Linked DNA regions of Mus musculus: region 2 is linked to region 1. The links are chromatin contacts, called in public Hi-C maps. All regions are on one chromosome and are shown on one strand. Each heading gives the region's core, a stretch centred on a gene start, on an enhancer-like site or on the middle of the called end of the contact. The rest is flanking DNA. Distances are from core to core; before and after follow the strand shown.

The links. A called contact is a pair of places that touch in the nucleus more often than the background predicts.
Region 2: a Hi-C map of embryonic stem cells shows a contact between it and region 1, with 5 times the contacts expected there. The contact joins the promoter of Nrn1 here to the promoter of Pxdc1 in region 1. A contact is called at or near these places in 2 of 39 promoter capture datasets (both in embryonic stem cells), 5 of 484 Hi-C or Micro-C datasets (all in embryonic stem cells) and 1 of 9 other capture datasets (embryonic stem cells).

The regions. Positions count from the first base shown.
Region 1 is chr13:34,649,698-34,656,415 of GRCm38.p6, forward strand. Pxdc1 (PX domain containing 1) reads right to left here and starts at 2,984. Exons shown (of 5, transcript NM_025831.3): 1 at 2,483-2,984. The coding sequence starts at 2,738. It overlaps Gm15908 (predicted gene 15908), which reads left to right and starts at 3,226. Exons shown (of 4, transcript NR_105041.1): 1 at 3,226-3,531; 2 at 6,257-6,387.
Region 2 is chr13:36,730,853-36,736,927 of GRCm38.p6, forward strand. It overlaps Nrn1 (neuritin 1), which reads right to left and starts at 3,625. Exons shown (of 3, transcript NM_153529.2): 1 at 3,384-3,625. The coding sequence starts at 3,438. Gm30177 (a long non-coding RNA gene) reads left to right here. Exons shown (of 2, transcript XR_382190.4): 2 at 1-1,070.

The DNA.
Region 1 (6,718 bases), core at 1,734-4,233:
TCAGCACCTCTTCAACTTCGTGAAGATTCAGAAATGCAAAGTAGAGTCGTGGCCTCCCCACTAGTCTGGGTATCAGGAACTACTACCAGCCTCTTCCCGGGGAAGCTTTTCTAATGAAAACCAGGTAACATAAATCAAGCTTGGCCCAGAGATTTCAATAAATACAGACGTGGGAATCTGCCTGACAGAAATTAAATTGCCAGCACTCCACACAGCTGGAGTGCTTCCCTGTTGATAGTTTGAAAATACGATTTTTTAAAGCAAATAACAAATTTGCATGGACAAGAGGTAGAATCTTCTTTTGTGTTACTATGGGGTATTTTTACTTGGCACACGACTTTCCCTAGACTTGAAAGGATCAATGGAAGTAAAAGGACCTTCGTGGTTTTGTGGAAGAAATTGAGGGTGGCCCTAGGGAAGAATCAAGCAGAGAAAGGAGAAACAGAATGGATCGTGATTCAGGGTCACCTCTCTATTGTGCCCAGAGTCCACCCTCATTTCATCTAGGGAGTACTAGGTGGACCCTCATAAGAGGTTTGCATCAGCTAGGACCGGGCACCAGTGATGGGCAGTTCTAATGGTCACTTAGTAGGTTGTCAGCCACTGCATCTCAACCCAGCCGCCCTGCCAGCTCCATCAGTACATCTAACCCACTTCTCCCTACCCTTCAGATACTTGAAGGCAGCTCTCATAGCCCTTGGTTTCCTCCATGATAGTCACCCACTTCTCATCACTTCTAAATACTTCCTTTACTCTGGAGAATGTGCAGCTACACTGCAGGGCCTGTGACTCCAGATGGTTGCATACATGCAAACGAGGCCAGGTGAACAAGGGTAAGATGGTTTCCTCCCTTCTGCTTCAGGGAAGGCCTTTTCGCCTGTGACTCCACCCTGAAGTCACATCCCTTCCCGCACTCTCTGCAACCAGCGCCCCTGGCCAGAAGGCACCAGTAGTAAACAAGTGTCCTTTACAGACGCTTATTGTCACCAGATACAGCCTGGCGGTTCACCCCTCACAAAACCCCACAGGCAACAGGTATTCTCATAGATGATTCTAGTCTGTGGTCACAGCAGAGCTCTGGGAACTGCTCAGAGGGAGAGCCAGAAAGTTCAACTTGTTTATGGACAGCCTTATTCCAGAAGAAGCCACTGAGTAAACCAGCGACCCTTCCTGATGCTTTCCTGACTCAGACATTCATTTGTTAAATTAAAACTACAACAAAGAGCGAATTTAAAGCAATAAAAACAGGCCTAATCTTGACAACGTTGCTCAGCCACTGGGAGCGGCTGGGATGGAGATCTAAACCAGGCTTGTCACTCCGGGCCTCCACACTCACTTGCTTTTGGGAACCTGTCCAAATGATGTGTCTGCCAGGGGATGTGTCATGAGAATGGAGCTAATTATCCACATAAGCCACACATTGGTGGAACCTATCACCAGAGGGAAACGGAGGTTATCTCAAGACCTTAGCCAGACAGGCGGCCAAGGAAATGCGTACTGGCTAACCTTGAGTAACTTTGCCCCAAGCTGTCACAGGATGACTGCTTTGAGGACTTGGGTCCAAGGGTCTCAGAGCCCCGGGAGGCCACGTACTGGGGGGAAGTCTGCTCAGAAGCTATATTGATCCCTCCTGCCCTACCGCTTACCCGGCTCTTTGCCTCACATTTTATTCTTCCCCCCTCCCCCGTCTCTATCAAGGTCTCTCTCCAGTTTCCTCCACTCTTCCAGTCCTTTTGCTGTCCTTAGGAAGCAAAGGGGAAGCCACTGCTGTTTGAGAAAAACAACAGTCACAGCCAACCAGGACCGTCACACGGCCTGAGAGGAGGCGGCCATGGCTAATCAAATCCGAATGCGGACCCGGCTCAGGGGTGGGGACCCTGGGTTGGCCGGACAGATCCAGGCGGGGCGGCCTCCTCCTAGGAGAGGTGGAAAAGATTGCTGCGTGGCACCTCGCTTTCAGGCTCAGCTGTCCCCGGGGCAGAATACAGATGGGGCCTCTACTGGGCAGGACCTGAGCAGCGATCATACCTGCTGCGATCACCCCAGTTTCGATACTCTATAACGGTCTCTACCCTTTCCAGCAAACCCATTCCAGCCTCTACTGGTTCTCCACAGCAGCTGGGACCCAGTAGCTGTCAGCTCTGGATGTCGCCTCCGCTTCTTCACTAGAGGCTCGTTCTTTGGGACAGTCAGGCGAGAGTCCTGCTGACCTTGTCCCTTTCCCCAGCCATCTCATTTATCCTCCAAGAGTGTGCGCCCCAGACTCCGTGCCGGTTCCCAGCCCTTTCTGAACGACCATTCAGGAAAGCCGGGGTCTAGGATGTCCTCCGTCAGGTGCCGAATAGTAGAGTTTTAAGTAACTCTTCCCGCGGACTTCATCGCACTTGGATGAGCTCCTCACTAAGTTCCTCCCCCACAAAGCCCCTCCCGAAAACCGCATCTCCCCGCATCCCCCGGTGCCCCCAGTCCCGCAGCCCCGCACCTTGCCGCAGCGGCGTGCGCGCCAGCTCAGACCGGTCCTCGGGGAAGGCATCGCGGAGGCGCTTGCACAGGCGGCCCAGGTCGGCGAAGCTGCGGTGCAGGTAGAGCACGCTGCGGTCCGACCACTCGGTGCGGATTTCGAAGAACTCCTCCTCATCGCCGCGCCTGCTGACGATGAGCCTGCGGATCCCGTTCACCCAGCAACCGCGCACGAACATGTTCACGAGCGACGTGCCCTCAAACACCGCCGAGGCCATGCCGCGGGCGGCGCATGCCCCTGCCGCCGGGGGCGCCCTCGGCCCCCGCCTGGGGTCCGCCTGGGCAGAGTGAGTCCTGGCAGGGGCGATCAGGGGTTCTCCGTGGGACGCGCTCGATTCCCGCAACGGCGGTTAAGAGTCCCCGTGGGGGAGAAGTTGGTGCCCCGCGAATACGCCGCAGCTCTGCGCTCACTCTGGGGCGGCTACGTGTGGCCCGCGCGCTCAGGGCGGCGCCGCCAGGAGTCTGTGGGACTGAACGGGCTGCGGCTTTATAAGGCACTTCCCATCGCGGGCGGCGACGTCGAGTCCCGGCTGCGGCGCCTCCCTCCTGCCTCCCGCTGACCCGCCGCGGGCGGTCCCGGCCCAGAGCTGCACGCAAATCGCCTCCTCCCTGGTCTGCCAACTGCTAGGCGAGGCTGGTCCTGCGCTCTCCCCGCGCGCAAGGCGACTTTCTCCTCGTTCCCACTCTGGATCCTCGGGATTCTCCAGCCCCGAGTTGAGCACTCTGCCAGGCCCACACGGGGGTGGGATCGACACGTCGCTGGAGTCCAGAGTCCCGGGGCGGCGCCGCATGGGGCGGGGACGCGGGCTCAGACCAAGCGGGAATCCGGGCAGAGGGACTGGTGCTGGTCCCCGCGCCGCCCTTGACTCGCCTGGTCTGGGCCGGGACTCGGGCTGACCCGCCCCGTGTCCCATCGGTTACCGGCGACTCCGCCCCGGGTCCTCCCGCGCATTCCGGTCGTGCCTTAGCTTGACGGAGGCCCGGGACGAGGCGGGACAGACAGACCAGAAGGCAAGACCGTGTGGTTCTTAGAAGAGGATCCCCAGGAGGGTTGTCCGCCAAAAGAATATGGGACAGAATTGTAGGAGACCGGGGTCTCCCCGGAGAGAGCAACTCAGGAGGAGCTTAGGAAGTCCCCCTTGGCAGAACGACCCACAGAGAAGGAATGTACCGCATGGCTCCCAATTGAAAAACAGTGTCTAGCATTAAGAATTGTAGCTTGGTTCCAGACATTCTTCTACCTACAACCTGGGAGAAAGACTATGCTTTTTATACGCTTCTAAATAGTCAGTGAACAAAGACGTTAGGCAACAGGTATTCCTTCTCTGGACCTCACTGACCCTGATTTCCGTTGACCGGTCATCCCCGGCAGGGGGCGGGTACTTAGATCGCTCGTGTCACTGCAGAAATCAGTCCTCCTATTTACCAAAAAGTTCTGCTCAGGCACGCCTATGCCAATCCCCACTACTGCCTGGAGCCATGTCCCTTCTGAAGCTGTCTCCTATCACAGCATCATCCCCAGGACCCCCCAGAAATACACTTTTTTAAGCACCCCATCTTTAGGGTAGAGTTTGCTGGGTGGGAACAACCAAGTCTCCAGTTCAGTTCGCTGCTGCTCGAGTGGCCTAGCTCTGTGAGGCTAGCCACCACTTTGAGTCTGTCATTCCTGGGCGCTGAAGAAAGTGTTTTCTTATTAATAGAAGTTGCTTCAAGAGATCTGGAAGTAAAACGAGATGGCAGAGTAAAAGCAGTCACTGTTGGGAAGTCACTGGTTAGAACACGCTATCTTTTATGCCGCTTAGATCATTCATTAATCACTTTTCTATACAGCCTAGAAACTTCATTTTACTACTTTAAAAAAAAAAGATGATAGGGGTCTGGAGTGCCTCACGTATGTAATTCAAGTAGCCCAGGCAGGGACAGGAAGACCTTTTAAAGCTGGAGGCCAACCTGGGATACCACAGTGCTTTCCAGGTTAACACACACACACACACACACACACACACACACACACCTCAGAACAAGAATAAACACCAAGTCCCTATTCTCTGTGATATAAGATCTCACTTTGTAGCCCAGGCTGACTCAAACCACTGATCCTTCTGCCTTAGTCTCTGGAGTGCTGAGTTTGGAGGCATGTGCCACTCTGAAATGGTCTTTGAATCATCTTTTTTTCATATCTTAAATTTTCCCACTTGATGAATAAGTAGAATAATTTCTGGAATATGTGCATTCCCCGAAACATTTGAGACCTAAACTTTGAAAATTGGATGAACTTGACAGGAGCAAAAGTGTTTGCTTCTAAGGGAAGTGTGGACTTTTAGATATTGATAATGATGTTTCCATTGAAACAAGCCCTTGGTAGGCAGCTAGCAGGACTTGGATAAAACTAAAAATATGTATAACTTATGGCCCAATAATTCCTCCAGGGAGTGTGTTTCCCAATTCTAGAAAGTACTAGTACGTGTGCATGCTAAGAGACGTGTGGTTACTGTTTGCCAGTGCATAGATGCTCATACAGAGGGGAGTGGGTAAACTCCTGGCATGTAAGCACAGAGCTCAACCATATGGCTGCAAACATGAATTAATTCCAGCTCTGACTGCTGAAGTATGACCTACCTGCCAAGATGTGCCCATCAGTACAATAGTGGTTTCCTGGGTAGTAGAGCATGTGAGGCCTGCACTACTGTTGGGATTTCATGACTGGTATAGAAACCTGGTCAAAAGCCCATTACTGGGGAGAAGACAGACCCTGGGAAAGGTGATAATTATATCACTAAAGGGGGTCGTGTAGTCAAATTGTCATACCTGTGGATTCCCACATTGCTCTCAACGTTAGTTAGAGAAGTCTCTTTTTGCAGGGAGTAACGGTTGATGTTGTAGACTTATAACTGGTCTAAGTGTCAAATATAAGTAGCTGTGAGTGTTCAGCTGTTGATGAGTCATTGGCATTAATTCCCCACCCCCACCCCCTATCTAAGGCTCAGAGAACATCATAGATCAGGGAGCAGAAAGTGTGTATGTCGGTGGGTGGGGAGGAGCCATGGTATGCTGACTTCTGGACATGACACGGTTGTTGTTCCCCTCAATCATAGGAGCTGTAGTTATTGGCACTAGGCAATGCTTGGGACCAAAGGTGTTTTCTGATATGGATCTAAACAGTACCAGGCTGACCACGCCTAATCTGAAGTCCAAAAAAAAAAAAAAAAAAAAAAAAAGAGTCAAAATCTGGAACTTTTTGAACAGCATCTCAAATTAAGTTGGGACTTTAAAGCAAGAATTCAAAAGCTCTCCAGTGCTGTGCAGGGTTGCAAACACCTTTGAGGGCCTGTGTTACATAAATGTCAGTAACAGATACACAAGACATGGGTGGTTTCGGGTTATAAGTCAAGCTTATTTGGCTGATTCAGTGCTGGGAGCTACATAATAGAATGTGAAAGTGGAGAGCCAACAGGAGCTCTCCGGGTCACCTGCTCCACAGCCCAGCCAGGTTTACAGTTACCGACTTGTATCCAAGGTGGAACTTTGCTCACAGGTAAGAGCTTTGGGAACCAGATACTTCAATTCCATCCATAGGAATAAATAGCAGGAGTATACAAAAGACTGCGTGGAATTCAAAGCCTGTATTTTGGGAGGGGTGCTTGGATATTCAGTTGAATTTCTTCTGTGATTTTCTTACTTTTATTTATTTATTTGTATTTTTCTTCATTTTTTTCCTTTCTCCCCTTTCTTTCAGAGTGAAGAGAAAGAAAATACAAAGATTGAGAGCTTTTTCCCCAGATAACTCTGAGTGGCCCATATATTTGGCAATAGACTGTATAAAAAGCAGGGACCTCAGAGTTGTGAAGCGGTTTCAGGGATCGACAGGTATGAGGTTCAGAAGCCCAAGGGCTCAGGGAAGGTTGTTAATCCTTGACAGAGGAGGAAGCCAGGGGAGGGACCTCCAGAGCAGCGACCTAGGCCCAAACCAAGGTACAAAATAAGCCTGGGTCCTCAACCCAGACCAGGGAGTGAGGATGAGCTGTTGCCCCAGGGAAACCTGGGATCCTGTAGAGCCAGCTTTTGTCATCCCACCTACCCACCTCTCTAGCCCATCTTCCCAGCATTCATAGCTGGAGCAGAAGGCAGCCTGATTCCACCCCTTCCTTGGGGGAGTTTGGAGACTTTTGCCTCACTCGTTGCTCTGCCACCAGTACAA
Region 2 (6,075 bases), core at 2,375-4,874, 2.1 Mb after region 1:
ATTATTATTATTATTATTATTATTATTATTATTATTATTATTATTACTGTTATTTTTATTCTGATTGCCCAGCTCGGAGTCTCTTCTTTGTGAAACTCTTAGGTGAATACTTCCTCTGCACCTCTAAAGAAGGGCAATAAATGTCAAGAGACCTAGTTGGGATGAGGATTGGTCTCAGTAGCTGTGTGTGTGTGTGTGTGTGTGTGTGTGTGTGTGTGTGTGTGTGTTCCCGCGCGTGTGCGCGCGCGCCCTGTTTTCTCTTTGCTTCTCTGCATCTCTCACCTTTGCACACCCCTTTTATATCTCTGGAAACAGCTAGGTCAGACCTTTCTTCTCAAGGCTGCAGCCAGGCTGCTAGGGGCCCAGCAAGCTGCGGCCTAGAACTTTGGCTCGGACAGGGATGGGGTGGGGGCTGGAGATGGCACAATCTGTGGCAGAGGTGGTGGGGGAGAGAAGAAAAAATTTCAGGCCACACTGAGGTCTTAGCTTCCATACTCAAACCAACCAAACTCGGAGGCGGTGAATTTAAGAGCTGCTAGGTTCCGGGAAGGCCAGCGCAACTTAAACTCCATTTCTTCCCATCTAGTGGCTAACAAAAATCCCAGGGTACCCGAAGGGCTAGAGAGAGGCGCAAATCACCGCTGTAAGGGCGGGGAAGGGGAGACGGTGAATTCCAAAATGGAAGTGGGCCATGGGCTCTAGGGGGTCTGAGCTCTGGCCTCTTCTGCGTCCATCCCGGGGTGAAAACTCCCAGAAGGATAGATCACCTAGCACCCTCAGTCTCAGTCTACCTGTCTCTGAACATCAAGCTACTGCAGACTCGCGGGAAGGTGACCCAGTCAGCTGCAGACAGCCGAGAGCTGCGCTTGGCAGATTGCAGCAGGAAGAGCTAGGCGGGACTAGTGCTTTCTAATCCGGAACGGGAAGCTCTGCGGAAGGGAGCGAGGTTAACTTCCACCTTAGCTGGGGCAAACACACAACCTTCCATAGACCTATACCGATTTCACGCCGATTTTAAAAAGAAGAAAAAAACCCTTGGCACTATAATAAAAGCAAAATTTAAACACCGACACCGTGTCTTATGAATACATAAATCGTTGTTCTACTGTAGCTCGGCCACGATGAAAGAAATCGCATTAAGCTTCCTCTATAATGTATGTTACAAACATGCCTTTGCGAGAAGAAAACAAAATGCAACCTAGCCTCTCTGGCCGCAGGCCCTTCCTCACTCATTGCTCCTCCCCCTTCCCCCAAAATCAGCGTTGGATTTTAAAAGAGGGCTTGGGGCTTTCTGGAGGCGGGAAGCTTTCCTGTCACTTTATTTTTTTTCCAGGCGTTGCTGGAGCAGACCCCGCAGGGCGCATGTGTGTGAGCGTGTGTAAAATACGAATTCGGGAACAGTTCTGTGTCTAGAAATTGTGGCTTCTAGAGCTCTTGCACTGGAAAGCCGGAAGCAGTGCGCGGGACAGAGGGTGCAGGCACCACACATCGGTCGAGTTCCCAGTCCTTTCTGAACCCGGTTTCTGTAACCCCGAGACAGGCAGCCGGCCTGTCTCCTCTGCATCCCCATCCAGTGCGGTTTCCATGTTCTCATTCATTTCTTGGACCTCTCTCATTCATCCCAAACTTCCTCATTCGTTCTCCATCCTCTACTTCCCCGCCCCTCCCCAACCCCCACGCTTCTTGCCAAATGTCAGTAATTTGGGACAGCTTCTATCCATGAATTAATAAAGACTGAGGCTCCAATGGGGGGCGGGGGAGAAAGGTAGATATTTAGGAACATACATTTTAATTCCACTATGAAAATTTTGGTCATCTTCAGGCTGAGGTTCATCAAATGCATCTCTCCTGAAATTACTGTTTCATTATTTCTATTCTCATCTACTAGGAAAACAGAGTCCCCAAACATCCTCCAGGTGAAGTCCCTATCTTAAAACATTAGCTGTTTCTTAATCTATGAACATTAGTCGTCTAACTGCAAAATGCCACACTCACTTATTTCTAACACTTACAGCATTTGCTGCCCTTGGGATCTATGTCCTAGGATGGTTGCAGCTCTTTGAACTAATGTCAAAGGCACAAAACCACCAGATGCAAAGCATTAAGTCATCTCCTAAAATTAAAGGAAAAGGCAACATCCCGGTGCATGCTCCTTGCTTTGCAAAAATCCCAGTTTCTGCAAAACAATAAACAAATAAACAACCAAAAAAATCCCCCAAACAAATTCTCAAGAATATGGCAAATGCATATGGACCCCATAGAAAGAATCAGTTTTAATGCTCCGAAAGCCCCAATTTCTCTATATTTCTTATGAAGAAAAAATGTTAAGTATTTCTTCTCTTGTCCCACACAAATTCCCTGACGCACCCCTGAAATGCTGCAAGGATTTGTCTGTAAAGAACGCTCCAGCCTGGCACGAACAGTTTTCTCCATCTGCAGAATAACCACTGGGAGACTTTCTATTTTTTTCCTTTTGTCCATTCTATTAATAAGCTGCTTTAATTTCCCTTTTCAGTTACATTAATTAATGTTTCCATCCAGTATCACATAAGCGGATTCACTAGTACTTAAAACATTTGCATTTTGGATGGAAAAATATAAACTTTAAAAAAGCCTCCCAACAGTGTAGCTGAGACTCACATTCCTTAACATGAAATGGGGGGGGGGGCTAAATAAATCCATCCAATAAACCGCCACAAACAAAAATTACAAACCCACGAAAAGACAAAATGCGAACACGTTAAACCACTTTCCTGTATAAAAATAATAGAGATGCTAATCTGCCAAAAATCACAGACACACATGACCCTGAAAAAGTATATCAGTGAATATTTGGTTGATTTATCCTTCTCGGAGTAGTCTGCGGTGCCCGGAGCAAACGCTGCAGCTAAGATCTAGGGGGAGGGGCGGAGGAAGGACAAAGTTCTAAATGCTGCAGTTTGAGGGCAGCCTTAGAATATCTTTGCTTTCTGCATATAAACTTTTCAGCCCTAGCTACCTAGGCATCTTATTCCTCCCTTTACCTTTTGACCCCTCAAGATAGTATCTTGCAGTATAACAGGGGACAAATGCTACGAGCGCTCAGATCCTGTTTTAACCCCAAAGAGGGAGGAAAAAAATGGATGTGCGCTTTGGAGAAAAGGGAGAACCCCCCTTGGAAAACAGCCGGTCACACACACACACTTCCCTGCAAAAGAAATCACTTTCTTTAGGAAAACCAAACCAGAACTCCTTCCAGAGTCCCCAAGAGCTAATGCCCCGACTCAGGGAGTCTGCAGGGTTTTCTGCAACCAGCGGCAGACCCTGGCCAGCAAGTCCCCTTAGGCGCCTCTGGGGTAGGCAATCTCCGGTCGCCTACCAAGCCGTACCGGGCGGCCACTTACCTATTTGCACCGCGAGGATCAGTGAAATATATCTGCCGTTCAACTTAAGTCCCATCCTACGTTTAGTCAAACCATTTGCGACCGCAGACCTTTAAATAGTTAGTTTAGAGAACGCGGGGGAAAGCTGAAAAATAGGCATTGCCAACAAGTTCCGGGAGCGACAGAGACTTTATGCACTGGGAAGGCAGAGGGAGGAGAGAAAGAGAGGGAGCGAGGAAGAGACAGAAAGAGAGTGAGAGAGTGAGAGGCTGGGGGGGGGGGGGGAGAGCTGGGAATGGTTCACTCCATTAGGAGGGGGCGGAGGAAGTACAGCCTCACGCCCACGAGCAGGCCTGACGTGGGGGATGACACGGATTGATTTTTTTTTTTTTTTATAATATAGACACCTTGGTAGAGAATCACCATTTATAGTCATAAGACTCTGGAATTAATCAGATATCTCCAATTAATGTGCGATCTCAACGAAATCTCGCCTCTCTGTAGTGACTGATTTTCATCCCAGTGGCCACCCCCGCCTCCTCGTTCCAGGGGCCCCCAGCCCCGCCCCCTCCCTGCGCAGAATCGGGGCTCCCTCTCCTCTCCCCGCCCCGGAGACGGGGAGTCCTGGTGCGCCCACTCGATTGTTCAACCTGCTCCCTCCTTCACTGGCGCCACAACGAACCCAGACACTTCCAACCCTGCAGAGAGGTTTGGGGAGCTTTGGGCCCAGGGAGGACAGAGGGGAGAGACTCCTCCGGTCCGAATCACCCTTCTCTCGCCCTCAGTGGGGTGCAGACCCCCTCACTTGCCTACCCTAGTTTTCTCTCCAGCCCCACAGTTGAGCTCTAGGCGCAGCCTAGAGCGCGTGAGCACATAACCCGGCCCCCCAGCACACGCACACACTCACAAAAGCGCACGCCCGGGAGCGCCCCCGAGCTCGCCCGCACACTCCGCACGCGAGCGCGCGTACACACCCAGGCCCCGGGGGTTCGTTCGGCTCGCATGGGGGCCCCCAGAAATAGACTCTGCGTGCCCTCTTGTGAATGTCACTATTCGCGACGCTCACCCACCGAGGGGCATCTATACCAGGCATAGAGACACCTATTTTAGGGGGTTGGAAAGGCTGTCGGGCAAGAAGCCTAGGCTAGGGTAAATTTCGGTTTCTTGTGGTTTACAAACTCTTCGCGCTTTAGGAAATTTCCAAGGCAAGCTCTGGTGTACAACTCCTTTCTGGGGCCTCCTGAAGTCATCTGTAGGGTCACACTGACATGTTGATACACGCACCCACGTCCATCACGTACACACCCAGACCCACACACACCTGCGCTCTTTATTTTATTTTTTGATGATCCAGCACTGACTGCAGTAAAGAAATATCTCTTCAGCTGCGTTCGTGCAAGGTCCTGTAGTGGATCGTGTAAGATGGAAAAATAATCAGGGCTACTTCTTAAATGAAATTAAGTTTTGATTTTTTTTCTCCTTTTCTGCAATGCACCACACCCTCTTTCCCAGTCTGAATTCTAGCGTCTTTAATCAAATGTTGATGGCCGCATTGGCTAACTGTATTACTTGAGCCAATGAAGAGATATGCGAAAGGAGAAAAATAAAAGAGCCTTCATATTTTATAAGACTGCAGGGCGACCGCGTAAGGCTAGGTTAGTGGCAGAAATGAAAGGGGATTAGGGAGACCGGGCTTCCGTTTAATTTGCCTTTCGAAGCCCCTGCACTGGGAGCCCACACAGTCAGCCATCTGTGCACACAGACGGAGAAAGGGAGAAAAGGGTGCAAAACTGGGGTCAGGTGACGGGCGGTGGAGGGACTGAGTAGGACCGCGAGGGTCTTGAGGCAACTAGAAGCTGAAAAGCGCGCACCGAGGGGACCCAAGCTTGCAGCCCTGCAGAACTGCAGAACCAGGGCAAGCTGCCACGGCTGTAGGGGCGGAGCCACGTCCCTGCCCCTGGTGATGTCAGTGGTGGGTGGGCGGGGTAGCGGGGGCGCGCTTTCCCGGTGTCCAGGGGCCCAGTGGCGGGGCCAGGAGTTTCCTGCCCCAGTGTTCAGAGGCTCCCAGAAAAGCAGAAAAGGTGGGCGGGAAGGAGGCGGGGCGAGAAGGGTGGCGAGTGGGGGGGGGGGCGTCCCTCGGACCCTCCCCCAATGCTCTCCAATGGTAGAGAAGGGGCTGGCAAGGGGCGGGACCTCAAGGTTGGAAGCTCTTCCCCCATACTCCCTTGTCCCTTCAGGGTTCCACGCACAGGGCCACCGGTTTCCCCATCTTCCACCCACGTCCGTGGCTCTGAGCCGAGTCCTCCTGTCTCCGCTCCAAAGTCTCAGAGCCTGAGTACCCGGGAATTTACATTTCGTACCCTCAACGTCCTTGCCTTCTCCCGCTCACGCATCGGGACCTTCTAGAACATTTTCAGTGGGTGCCATGGGATCTTCCCTACTACATCCCTTCTCACTTAAAACCAGAGGCTTCAGGTGTGAGGAAGCTGCATTGAAAAACTAAATGGAGCTGAGTGAATCGTGCGCTCAAGGCGTCTGCAGTCCTGCGCGCCTGCGTAGATTCTGAACCCGCTGTTCCTTGCCACCTGGGTGCCTGCTGGTCCTTCCCTTTACACTGGCCCCCTCTACTTCCTGGCCTCCCTTCCCTGGTACAAGGCTTAAAAAAAGTGAAGCAAGAGTCTGGCAGAGGTACAGTCCATAAATAATCCGGGAG